Regions from separate parts of the Mus musculus genome. Here all the other regions are linked to region 1. A link is a contact called in public Hi-C and promoter capture Hi-C data. All regions are on one chromosome and are shown on one strand. The core of a region is the stretch at or near the end of the contact, and the rest is flanking DNA. Distances in the headings are between cores, read along the strand shown. Region 1 holds the start of Odf2l (outer dense fiber of sperm tails 2-like). Region 2 holds the start of Prkacb (protein kinase, cAMP dependent, catalytic, beta). Region 3 holds the start of Spata1 (spermatogenesis associated 1). Region 4 holds the start of Ssx2ip (synovial sarcoma, X 2 interacting protein).

What was found. Promoter capture Hi-C pulls out the DNA fragments that hold promoters and counts their contacts. A called contact is a pair of places that touch in the nucleus more often than the background predicts. Capture Hi-C pulls out chosen DNA fragments and counts their contacts.
Region 2: a contact with region 1 is called in a promoter capture Hi-C map of adipose tissue, with 4 times the contacts expected there. The contact joins the promoter of Prkacb here to the promoter of Odf2l in region 1. A contact is called at or near these places in 1 of 39 promoter capture datasets (pre-B cells), 5 of 484 Hi-C or Micro-C datasets (CD4 T cells, CD8 T cells, double positive thymocytes and 1 more) and 2 of 9 other capture datasets (adipose tissue and liver).
Region 3: a Hi-C map of pre-B cells shows a contact between it and region 1, with 9 times the contacts expected there. The contact joins the promoter of Spata1 here to the promoter of Odf2l in region 1. A contact is called at or near these places in 2 of 39 promoter capture datasets (liver and pre-B cells), 2 of 484 Hi-C or Micro-C datasets (pre-B cells and uterus), 1 of 115 datasets of contacts at active chromatin or transcription factors (pancreatic cancer cells) and 1 of 9 other capture datasets (adipose tissue).
Region 4: a promoter capture Hi-C map of pre-B cells shows a contact between it and region 1, with 2.5 times the contacts expected there. The contact joins the promoter of Ssx2ip here to the promoter of Odf2l in region 1.

Annotation. Positions count from the first base shown.
Region 1 is chr3:145,117,021-145,120,051 of GRCm38.p6, reverse strand. It overlaps Odf2l (outer dense fiber of sperm tails 2-like), which reads right to left and starts at 1,463. Exons shown (of 17, transcript NM_001162538.1): 1 at 1,270-1,463. Gm40163 (a long non-coding RNA gene) reads left to right here and starts at 1,639. Exons shown (of 2, transcript XR_867692.2): 1 at 1,639-1,709; 2 at 2,937-3,031.
Region 2 is chr3:146,811,406-146,814,436 of GRCm38.p6, reverse strand. Prkacb (protein kinase, cAMP dependent, catalytic, beta) reads left to right here and starts at 1,491. Exons shown (of 10, transcript NM_011100.4): 1 at 1,491-1,799. The coding sequence starts at 1,754. It overlaps LOC115486180 (a long non-coding RNA gene), which reads left to right and starts at 1,807. Exons shown (of 2, transcript XR_003954577.1): 1 at 1,807-2,236.
Region 3 is chr3:146,498,345-146,501,375 of GRCm38.p6, reverse strand. It overlaps Spata1 (spermatogenesis associated 1), which reads left to right and starts at 1,583. Exons shown (of 15, transcript NM_001316756.2): 1 at 1,583-1,721. Gng5 (guanine nucleotide binding protein (G protein), gamma 5) reads right to left here and starts at 1,540. Exons shown (of 3, transcript NM_010318.2): 1 at 1,356-1,540. The coding sequence starts at 1,436.
Region 4 is chr3:146,403,173-146,406,203 of GRCm38.p6, reverse strand. It overlaps Ssx2ip (synovial sarcoma, X 2 interacting protein), which reads right to left and starts at 1,562. Exons shown (of 14, transcript NM_001355661.1): 1 at 1,269-1,562.

The DNA of each region.
Region 1 (3,031 bases), core at 214-2,713:
GTTATTGGAGAAATGCAGTGGATACACAAGGATTGCAAGTGTCACGGAAAGAAACTGAGGACTGGTACAATGAAAGGACAGAAGAGGCCACTGGTTAAAGATCCCAGGATACTGCAGATGTTAGGACCACGGATGACCATCAAGGACAGCAACAGGGGTGGTTTAGAGTCACGGTGACACACTGAGCAAGAAGTAGAATCCCTGGACTCATCTTACTTTATCCCACCTTTAAACTTAGATGCCATCTGGCCCACTCTGCGGGGCAGCTCAGCAATCTTCACGTTTTTTCCACTTTCTCCTTTTTAAAGTAATTATCCTGAATTAACCAACCTACCTTAAATTTACTTACAAGCCTGAGTTGATCAGAACTGATTTTACAGAACAACCTTGAAGACCTATCTGTTCTTTGTAGAAAGTCATTGCTGAAGCAGTCATAAATGGAGAACTACTAAACCAGAGGGTGGGGGTTGGGGGCATCAGTGGCCTGCAACGGATCGTTTCTATACTCATCCTGACTCCCATTTGTCTGTATGGAGTTAACAAAAGTGACGAATAAATGAGGCTATCTGCTCAGATCTTGAGACGCTCGAAAAGCAAAGACTAAAACTATTAATATACACCAGTTGTAGAATTAGCAGAAAACAGCAATAATAATACTTTGCTATTAAAAATTACAAATATGGCCGGTCTCACCATTAATCAAAGGTATGAAGTAAAGCTTACAAACAGGCACGATTTCTACAGTTTGATCCTTTACCTAAACCAGAGGCACTCGTACCCTCAAACATTTGACACCCTTGTAAGCCATGGCGTGACAGAGAAACTTGGTCTTTAGGGTCACCAATAGCAGCCACCGTTAGGTTAAGGTTACTCAACTGACATATTCAGTGCCAGAGACAGGGGACATGACTCGGGGTACGTCAAGAACTGGACTGGCATCGGGTGAGCTCAAGATTAGGAAAACACTATGTCGGAAACACCCCCAAACCCGGACCCTCGCTCTGCAGGGACCCTATCCCCCGCTAACTTCTCCCCGGCGCCCCGAGACCACACCGCGGGAAGCAGGGGCACAATGTCCGCTTTCCTCTGGGTGACAGTGAGGACCTGAGCACCAAACACATACTGTTCAGGAGGGGTGGGCACCACGGGTTTCACTTCCGGGTGCCTAGGGTCACGCGCGGCCCGCCCTCAGAGCCCACCCCAGACTCGCGCCCGCCCGCCCGTCCGCCCGTCGCCCTGACGTCATCCCCCGCCGCCGCCACTACCTACAATGGCCGGAGGCCTCTCTGAGGCCTGCCCGGCCCTGGGTCACTGCAGCAGGCGGAGAGTGCAGAGAGAGTAGGAGGCCAGAGGGAAGGGCAGGGAGCGCGGGGAGAGAAGCTGACGAGTCACCAGAACAGGCAGCGGCGGCCTGAGCGCGTCCACCTTGGAGCTCAACGTTGCTAGTAACCGGCCTGCGGTTTCTGTGGAAACGGACGCCCCGCCCTCATCGGCCCGCTCCGACGCAGCTAATTGGTCGGGAGCTCTAGAGCGCGAGCGCCGTTCCTGCTGTGATTGGAGGGAGTGAGGGGGCGTGGCCGGCGGGGGGTTGTCTCTGCTCTGGTTTCTCTAGTGAGATTTTTCAAAAGCTTTAGCTTTGAGAAAAGGCGTAGCTTTTGTGCGTCGCTGACCGAAAATCTCAACCGCTCTCATCCTAGCAGGGAAGGAAGGTCCGTTCCGAGTCTCTTGACACTGGATCGAAAAATGACTTCCCTGCTTTTGCCCTTTTTTGTAGCTAGGATTTGAAAAAACCCAAGACAGAAAAACCTTTCCAGTGTATGGCATTATCCCCCACAGGAGTTTTTCTTCTTTAAAAACATAGTCAGCAGGTTCTCCAAAATGTCGTTCAAGTCCTCCTAAGTCCTTAGATAAAGCTGCTGTGCTTTCTAAACTGCTGAACCGGCCAAATGAGATCTTGGTAGGACCTAGTAGTGGTTTTTTGTTTGTTTATTTTGTTTTGTTTTGTTTTCCTTATGAGATTTTGGGAGTTTTGTCATTGTTCTTGGAATGTTTTCATGCACCTCCCAGGTGTAGTAGATAGGAGTGAGTTTACGTCCGAGTTTTTGTACAACTGGCTATTATCCATTTATTTGCCTCTATGGGAAACAAACAAACAAACATGTTTTTGCCGCGTGCACCTTGTCCTTCTTATATACTCAAGTGACCTTTCTTAGCACTCAGGGTATACACTGTCTGATGCTCTGAATAAAGTTGGCTATTGCATGCGGCGTTAGTCTGCCTCGTTCCTCCGCTCCACTCCCTCAGGTTCCACCACAGGAAGAGATATAAAAATGAACAGCATATCGAAGCAGCGCATACTTCTAGTAGATAGAGTAAAATGGTAGCTATGGGAAATGTCAGCTAGGAGCTGAACTGTCGGCCCTTCAGTATGGCTAGTACAAGCTCTTCAGAGCCAGATGCTGTGCTTCTTAGGGAGTTTCCATAGGGAGCTGTTCGCCTAGGTGAGGAAAATGAAAATACATGTTTATGAAATATTCTATAAGAAAGTCATAAATAGCAAGTTTGTTTATAATAGCTAAAAATGGCAAGTAGATTGAATGTTTACCAGCAGGAAAATTGATTACATATTCAATACAATGGAATGATATTCCACAGTCAAAAACAACAAGCCACTTCAATATGCACCTTCTGCATAAGTAGCTTGAAGCTCTTCTCTCTGTTGCCTGGGACATTCAATATGGACATGCTGGGTACATGAGCAGCCATGGATAGACTGGTAATAGACGTCTTAATTCAGCCTTGTATAAGAAAGTAGCGTAGGCTGAGTTGTTTAAAGAACAGAAACATATTTATCACATTTCTAGAATCTCAGAAGACCCAACTCAAGAATCAACCAATCTGGCTGCTAGTGAGTTGTCTGTTCCTAATGCTTACAGATGGTTGGAAGCCTCCTTGCTGTATTCTCACTTGAGCAAGAAGCAAGATCTCACCTACCTCCTGTAAGGACACAGATCTCATCATGAGGACTCTA
Region 2 (3,031 bases), core at 242-2,741, 1.7 Mb before region 1:
GTCACAGTTTATTCCAGTTCGTGGTATCCCCCAATTAATAGTATCTGGTGACTAAGGTTATTTTCTTATCTTGGTATGTAAAGGACATTTTCCCCACACAATATGGCTTGTTGAAATGAAAGAGCACCAATGGTCTATTCTGAAGTTATAACCTTTCAATTGATTTTAAATAGAAATAATAAATATACCATTCTGGCGCTTTTTGAGATGGTATGGCTTTACCTTCTTCATTTCAAGGTCTTCTAATTAGCTTTGGATAAGTCCTTTAATGTCTCTGTGCCTCTGTGGATCTTAAGTAAAACAATGATAGTCTTGCCACATTTGCATAGGGACTTTATGAGGAAACTAATTACTATTTGTACAACACTTAGAACGCAGTATACTTGGTGTACATGCTTGGTAATTTAACATAATTGCCAATAATAGAAGTATGAATCTGTTTAGAATCTTCCACTCACCGCTACTTTTTTTCCCCAATAACAAAACTTTTAAAATGTTCTGGGAAATCTCCTTAGCAGCCAACAACCATCCGTTCATTACGCGCCAACTGTGGTTTGTGCTGCAGACACAAAATAAACTTACATGGTCTCTGCCCTTCCAGAAGTTAATCTTTCTGTTCTAAATTTGGAATGCTTTTTTTTTAGATAGCAAAAGCTCAAAAAAAAAAAAAAAAAAAAAAAAACCAGAACAAAAACTACCAGAGGGCTAGGTGATTAATTTCTAATAACCTCACGGAAAAGCTCAAGTACTCTCAGATGCATGGAAGCGCAACAATCAATTGGGAATGCGTTTATTTTGAAATTTGTGACTGTGTTGATGCACATAACGTACTTGTGTAAAACAGGCAACACATTCCCATATCTCTCCTTAGAAAGCCTGACAGAATTTGTGAGGGCAATCAGGTGAGACCATGAAGAAGGAACTCGGGAAGGGATAAGCTGTCAAGAATGTTGGTGATTGACCTGGTGTGTTGGGAGAATACCTAGAAGAGCGAAGGGAAGAAGTTCCAATGACAGCTGGGAGCTGAGAAAAGACATTCCTGGCCAACGCTGACCTCAGGGTCAGCAGGGTCGGCAGGACGCGGAGGGGCGCACGCACGTCCCTGCAGCCACGCAGGAAGATCAAGCGAGAGCAACCACGGCGTGCGGAACGCGGGCCACACGGATGCGGGAGCAGGCCGAGCCCTGGCACTGTGCCCCCCGCCCGGCTCTGGGGCACCGGATGCCAGGCCGAGGAAGGATCTGGGGTGCTTCCAAACTAACGGTCCCCACGTCCCTCGCTACTTCGAGCTTAGCCTCCGCGGCCAAGCCCAGCATCCACGCAACAAGCAATAAGTTACCGCTACAACCCTGCACAGAGGGGCTCCCGCCCGCCGGGGGGCTTGACCGCGTCACTTCCGGCGCGCCCGCCCGGAAAGAGGCGGAGGTCGCAGTCCGGGTGTGCGGCTCCTGGGGACGCGCCGTGTCGGGGACGCGCGTGGAGGGCGGGCTCGGGAAGGGGGAGTGTCCGCGCGCCGCCGCTGCCGCCGCCGCCACCGCCGCCACCGCCGCCACCGCCACGGTCCCGGTCTCTGCCGGAGAGCTCTCAGCATCTCTCCCGGACACCCAGCCCCTCCGTGCAGCCGGACGCCGCGCTCTAGGGTCTGCGGGAGCCTAGCCAAAGCCTAGCCAAAGTTGCTGCCGACTGCGGGGCGGGCGGCGGGACGGCCCCGGTCCCCTCCCCTCCGTCATCCCTGCTTGCGGACTCCCGGGTCATGGGGAACACTGCGATCGCCAAGAAAGGCAGCGAAGTGGAGAGCGGTGAGTCGAGTCGAAGGCCCTGGCTGGGTTCCCGCCGGATGGGCCGCCGCGCGGTGCAGCGCCCTGGGCCGGTGTCCCCCCCAAGGCCGCGCGCGAGCCACGGGCCGGGCCTTGCAGTGGCCGCGGGGGCCGGCCGCCTCCTCCTCTGTCCCCTCCCCCACGAAGGCTCGGGGGTGAGGGCCAAGCCCCGGGGCTCACTGGAGAGAGGGAAGGCGGGCAGCGAGGTCCCTGTGATCCCCTTTCTTACTAGAGCGAGGAGGGCTGCCACGGTCTGGAACGCGTCCCCAAATATGGTCCTTTTGTGATCGCACCCTTAGCTCTTCTTTCTCCCAGAGCCCCCAACACCCAGACCCTCCTTTAAGGGAGCCACAGGTAGTACGTTTGGGTTGACTTGGCTTTTTCTCCTTCTCCTGGATGTATATCAGTTTTCTCACAAGGTGAGTGTCCGTGAGGGTCTCCAAAGGTGACGTTAACCCTTAGTGTCTAAGGCTCTTTCTTTCACCCAAGAGATTAGAGATGGCAGACATAAATACAAGCAGCAACTTTATCCATTCGAGGAAAAATAAGTGAGACAGCGTTGCGTTTACTCTAGACATCCAGGAATGTTCCAGGATGCCTGTAAAACTTAGAGGCATTTCAGAGTTGAAGTGCTTTCTTCCGAGAGCTGAAAGTTCAGACGTTCAGTACTGTGTACAAAATTTCAAGACAAAAGGGTCGTGGGAATTGAGTTTCTGTGTAGCAACTTGGTTTTATATGTAAGCATACACATATATGCGTGTTGTGTAACAGGCTGTGAGAAAATTGTGTGCCATTATTCGGCTCATATTATAATTTATAATTCACAATAATTAGAGAACGGTCCCTGACTTTTGTTACATTGCCATAGGTTAATGACATCTCAGTCCTTGAAGTAAGTCTGACAATTTGTTCGTGTTACTGTAAGTAACGTCTTCCATTGTGTCTGTGTTTATAACAGAAGAATGAAGCCAATCTTGTAATTAGCTTGAAGCAAACAGCTTTTGATTCTCATGAACAAAGCAGAGTTGAGTTGACAGAAGAGAGTCTAGCTATTGCTTTTGTGGAATGTAAACAACAGTCAGATTTAACGGGTTATGTTTCATCAATAAGGTTCGTTCCAGGGCATGGAACAGCAGGGCAAACTGTTGGTGAGCATGTGACAACTTGAAAAGCCGATGTAGAATTAGGACTTCCTTGTTATCTTAGTAATTGTG
Region 3 (3,031 bases), core at 334-2,833, 1.4 Mb before region 1:
TAAACGAATACAATAGTAAGTTTATGCTAGCTTTAAAATGTCACACACAAAAAGCACCTAGCATAGGTGTGGTACATGGATGATATCAAATGGCACCTAACCTAATTTAGGAACCTAGATTAGACATGTAACATTCCCAAGTGAGATGAGCCTTGCCATGGAAACTTCAAAAACCTGTTTGTCTGTGGTGGCTCGAGTCATCCCAGTGAGAAGCCTTCAGAAGAATTAGGACGCAAGGCAAGAGAAGCTAGGAGGTAGCCACAGAGCAGGTAGGGTTTTCAAAGAAAAGGAAGTCCTCCTCTGGGAGCTAGCTCACTGCTTTGGGCCACCAGGGTTAAGTACCGCCACTGTAATTACTACACGTACCTGTCTTTATTTCCTCCCCCAACCCACTATTTTTTTCCTTCCTGGCCTACTTTATGACAGTTATTATATATGAATGATGATGATCAATAGATCACTTCAAATTTCAGAGCTCTAATCTGGCCAAGACTAAGTCACTTGGATGAAAAGTGAGAATATGATTAGAGTCCAAACCAAGACTGATTGGGCGTCTCCCTACCCTCCTCCTATGGTTACCACAAGGAAGTTGAGCAGTCTCTGACATTTCTACTTGAGAAGAAAGCTAAATAGAAGCCTTCTCCAAAAGCACGTTAGAAATAAGGACTAGCCTGCTGAATATAAAATCAAATCACCTTGGAAACTGGCAGGGTCTAGCAAGGCGACTTATATTCTTGTTTCTTTTTATAATCACCGGGAAGTGTTTCACATGTAACCCGACCTATTACGTCAGAAAGAGGCCAAATCCGTTTAGGAGTTGAAAAAAATAAACCAAACGGTCCTTAGAGCCAAAGCGTCTGAATGCCTAGCTGTCTACCAACAAGGACAGCCTTTCCCTAAAAGTCAACAGCCCAAGACCCGACCCCCCAACCAGACCGCAAGCTCCCAGGCCAGCGGCCAGCGGTTTCTCGGGTAAACAGACACCCCAGCAAGGTCAGCCGAGCACGCCGCGGCGTCTGCTGCAAACACCTCTTTGTTCGAGGCTGGACCCCCACAAAGGTGGAGTCCGGAGACTCCCGGGACGATCCGCAAACAAAAGTTGCTCATCAGGCCGCCATCCGGAGCTACCCAGGCGGACTCGTGTGTGTTCAAAGGACGAGGGCTGGGAGTGAGCCTGGGTGAGACGTGCGAGACGGAAGTCGCTGGCGAGACCCGCCGGGGCCGCCGAGAGTCGGCGGGCGGCGGAAGGGCGGGCCCCCTCCTCGCCCTCGGCCCACAGCCCGGCCAGAGGAGCCGCGTGTCGGCTCGCGCTTCCCCCCAACCCCGGGGCCCACCGCCCGCCCACGCCCGCTCACCTTCACGCGGTTGAGCCCGGCCTCCAGCCGGAGCTGCTGGACCACCTTCTTCATGGCGGCGACGCTAGAAGAACCCGACATGGCGCTCGGGACAGCCGGGCCGACTCGTCAGTCCGGGCAGGGGGCGGCAGGTCGCGGGACGGCGGGGGCGGGGCTCCGAACTTCGTCGAAGTTTCCGGGGCTGTGCGCGCCGCGCATGCGCGCCGACGCCCCCTCCCCCTCCCCCCGGGACGGCCGCGGGCTCCCCCCGCGCGCGCGAGAGAGAGAGAAGGGGCGGAGCGGCCGGTGGGCGCGGTGGCGACGGGGGCGGTGCGGCCCGACGCCCGGCCGGCGCCTTCCGCCTCTGGAGGGGCTGGGTAGGGCGAGGTAAGAGGACGCCCCGGGGCGGACTCGGGAGCGCGGGGAGGGAGGTCCGCGACCGACGGCGGGGTGAGGGACGTGGCCGCGCTGCCTCGGGGCGTCCGTGACACGTCCCAAGTCCCGCCAGCTCAGCCCTGTGTGAGGCGCCCTCGGGTGAACCGGCGGCGCCGGCCGCAGCTCGCCCAGCCCGGGGCCCAGGGCGCCGTAACGGACCCGGGCCGCGGGACCCTGGACGGTCGGAGGCTGGCCTGTCGCCGAGAGGTGCGAGCCGCCCCGCACAGCTTCCTGTTAGCCCTGTCTTTCTGGAATCTGTCCCCCGTGCTTTTTTAAAAAATAAAGCGTTCGCGTTCGGGGATCGTTTGCTCTTTTGATGTCCCTGTAATTGCTGACTTCGTGCTTGTAACTGATGAACCCCAGAGGGGTTTTCAGAAGGACTCAAAAGTTTAGTAAGATTTAAATTAGTCCTGTTGAGACCTAACATCTCTAAACAGGAGGTTCGTCGTGAGTGCTGTTTCTTTGGGATACTGAGAAAAATGACATGGTTTGCTCTGGGCCAACACATCGCGTTACTGAGCAGTTAATATCAGTTTGGGGTTTTACCCAGTCCTTAACAGTGACCATCTAAGAAACTTGGGTTTGAATTTAGCCCTGGTGTGCTTGGGCAAGCCGTTTAAACTGCCGAAGTTAAAACGCTCCCTGGATTTCTTGGAAAAAAAAAATGAAACGAAATGAAATTATATGTGTAAAGAATACGAAAACTGAGGCTGGAAGATGGCAGTTAGAGGACTGGGGAACTGAGCCCTCGTGCAGAGGACCTAAGGTCACACTTCCCACCACCCACACTGGGCAACTCAAAAGCACCAAGTCCTGGGCTACTGTCACCCTCACTGGAGTCTGGGAACGTTTGCATTCACACACGTACATTAATTAATACATAATTTAAAAAGTGAACGAACAAACCATATTGTTTGAGACAGGGTCTCACTTTGTAGTTCTGGCTGGCCTGAAACTCCATGTAGACCAGGCTGGCCTCGAAACCCACAGCCTTCCAAGCATTGTGATTAAAGGCTTGTGCCTCCAAAATAAATTAATTAATGCAAAATGTAACACAAATATTTTACTTTGTGCCTTGTTACCTGTAATGTATGCTAAAATGCAGATTTCTAAGATTAACGTGTAACTTAAAGTTCTACTTTATATTAGTTACAATAATACTTAAGAACTATGGAATGTGCTGGAAGACATTTCAAAGAAGATTTTACATGGTACAGAACCCATTATTAAGGAAATGTTGAGGAATAAACAAATTTGTCTTA
Region 4 (3,031 bases), core at 313-2,812, 1.3 Mb before region 1:
GCTGGTTTGTCCAGTTTTCCCATTTTAAGAGAGCCCAAGTACATAATTTGACTGGGCTGGGTTGGAGGCCTTCTGGGCTAACATGAACAGTTAACTTTTCCATGGTGCGTACACCTGCCTGAGCAAGCCTAGGATGCTGTGGACTTAACAAGTCTTGTCACAAGGCTCAAGTGTGTCATGGATCGAGTTTCACATTTCATCCTGGAGTGGCCCGGCCCCAGCAGTTATCTCCAAGCTGCTGTGGCCCTGTTACTTAATCCCTGGACCTATTATCTTCCCTGTACAGATGGAGAACAAGAAGGAAAGGAAGGGTGTAAAATGACAGGCTGTAGGGGCCCCAACAGTTACCAAAGAAAACGCCCCGGTTTGAATTCTATCCATTCCTAATCCTCTCAGAGAGCCACTTTGTACGAGGAACTTCTGTGCACACCGGGCAGGACAAAGTGTCGACTGGGAGCACAGCTTTTCTTGTTTAGTTTGAATGAACACTCTAAGCTTCGTGGGCCCACAGGCTCTTGGGGAGTAAGGAGATTGGATGGCTTAAGTTTTGCTAGCTGGATCGACGGTTTTGAATTTTATCCAGCCTCGTAAATGTGTCACGTCATATACAGACCTTTCCGTTCAAGATCAAATTTGGGACTAGAAAGGTTTTCCTCCGGAACCTTGCGGGCTCCATGGTAGCACTATTTTCAGCTAACTCCAGGCCTGGACTCTAAACTGAATTGAAGCAAATATCAAATCCAGAAGGCTCTCATCCTTGGGCTCCACCTTTCATCCAGCCTGGATTCTAGAAGAAACTCCCGGCTCTCACAACTGCATCGGCGTGGCTGGTTATGAATCTGACACGCAGGACTAAGGAGCCTGAACTGTGGGTATTAATGTAAAGATTCCTCTACTGGTGCTGATGGGGAATTATTGGGCAAGTTTTATTTCCTGGGCCCAGGTGACTTGCATAACCCAGCAATCTGCACCAGGAGAAATATGTGCTGACCCGGACAGAGCTCACCATTTACGCACTCTACACCACTGGAAAATCCGGGGCCAAATAATTTCTCAAACAAGCCTGCCCCTGCGATGATGTAAGTTCTTCCCCTAAACGTGGGGCTGGACCACTATGAGCCACCTACCCCTGCAGCAGCGGCAGACCTCACTCGCTAAGTCCTGCGGCAGCCTCGGAGGACTCGCCAAGCCCGCGCGGTCGGGCCAAAGGGACCCCGCGCGCGCCCGCGCCGCATCCCGAAAGGGCGCGGGGCCCCCCCAGCACCTACCTCGCACTTTCCGCTGCAGGCGGCGGGCAGCAACGCTCTCCAACCGCTGCAACGGCCGCGACGAGCCCGCCCAGAGTCGGCCCCGGTGCCTGCGTCCACGTCCAGCCCGGTGCCCTCCTCCCCGCCTGCGCGTCACAATCCCGCCGCTCACCGTCACGGCTCCGGGAGCGGCTCACGCCTCCCGCAGCCCGCGGGCCCGCACCCGCGGCGGCACGCAGCGGCTCCGCGCAGCCTCCAGCCCGCCCGGTCCGCCCGGCCCGCCTCTCGCCGCTTTCCTCGGCGGGCGCCCATCCCACCCCGCCCCGCGCTGGCGCCGCCCATTGGCTCCGCCGGTTGCCAGGCGACGAACAACCGCGGCCCGCATTGGTCCAGCGAGGACTAGCCTCCGACAACCCCCAGCAGACGCCAAGCCGCTCTCCCCCGCGCAGCTGCGGCTACCGCACCTGTTACACCCGGGGTCACCCGGCCGCTGCTCCCCGCCCCCAGCTCTCCACGGGGACAAGAGGAGGGTCCTAGCCGCTTTAGAGCCGGGCCTCTGAGGCCACCCCTGAACCCCAATGCTCTCTGGAGAACCAGGTGCGCTCCCCAGAACGGAGAGACACCGGGGCATTCCAGAATTAGGTCAGGCCCTGGAGAAGGAAGGTAGTGGCCTCTGGAATCAATGCGCCAATGCACAGAAATCCGTGTAAAACCAGGGCCAGGGTAGTGCGCGTGAAACCCCGAGTTCATTCCTCAGGACTGCACAGAACGCATGTGAGGGTCTGTGATCCGGCAGAATTGAAGTACAAGGTCATTGGCAGCTTGAGGCTAGCCTGGGCGTTATGAGAGAAGCTCAAGTAGTGAATAAAACAAACTAAGGCAAAGGAAGGGACCTAGGGAGGAGACAGCTGGAAAGGGAAACTAAGAAAAGGTACTTGTGAACTAGACCTTGATGAAAAACTCCCTAGGCCCTCTCCATGAGTGCCAAGAAAATGTAGGACAGTGGCAATTGGCCAAATCCACTTGCCTCTCCCTACTATTTTCACCTAAAGTTCCCCTGGGAAAGGAAAATGGAGAAACCTTAGTAAAGGGTAGGGTGGTGGGGTTCTAGCAAGCTGTTTACTCAAGAGGAAAAAAAAAAAGAGGTTTGGGGTTAAGTGGCTCCTGTGAGAACAAAACATCGTAAAAGGAACACAAGAAATACACCACTGCCACAGAAGAACAAGACAGAGAGGAACAAGGACTACACATGCCCACAGTGCTAGGTAGAAGATCAGAGTGCAGAAATGAACAATGGATTTGAAGGAGATTGGATGCTAAATACAGGTAGCAAGGATACATCATTACAAAGGCGCTTTGGAGCACAGTGCCAGTGAGAAATTACTGCCAATGACTGTCTTACTCTCGAAGTTAGACCATTAGTGGGGTGAGGTTGCTCCCTCTGCATCCGAGGGGGTGTTCTGAAAGTTCCCTTGTCCACTCTCCAAAACACTCCTTTTCCTCTCTCAAGAAACATCTTAACGTGGCATTTATTCTTTAAATGCTGAGTCCGGCTTGGCCGTGCAAGGGACAGCATGGTATGGTCCCACCCCTGGAACAGAGAGAGCAGGGCACGGGCCTCCATGAATGTTCAATGGCTGCTGTGGGCATAAGGCTTGTTTGTATAATAATGTACATATTCTATGTTCCTCCATCAGGGAATGCTCCCCGTTAAGGTTAATGATAATCAGAGACAGCGCAAGTCTGGGAGGCAAAAGTATGTCCTTAGCAAACACGGTAAACAC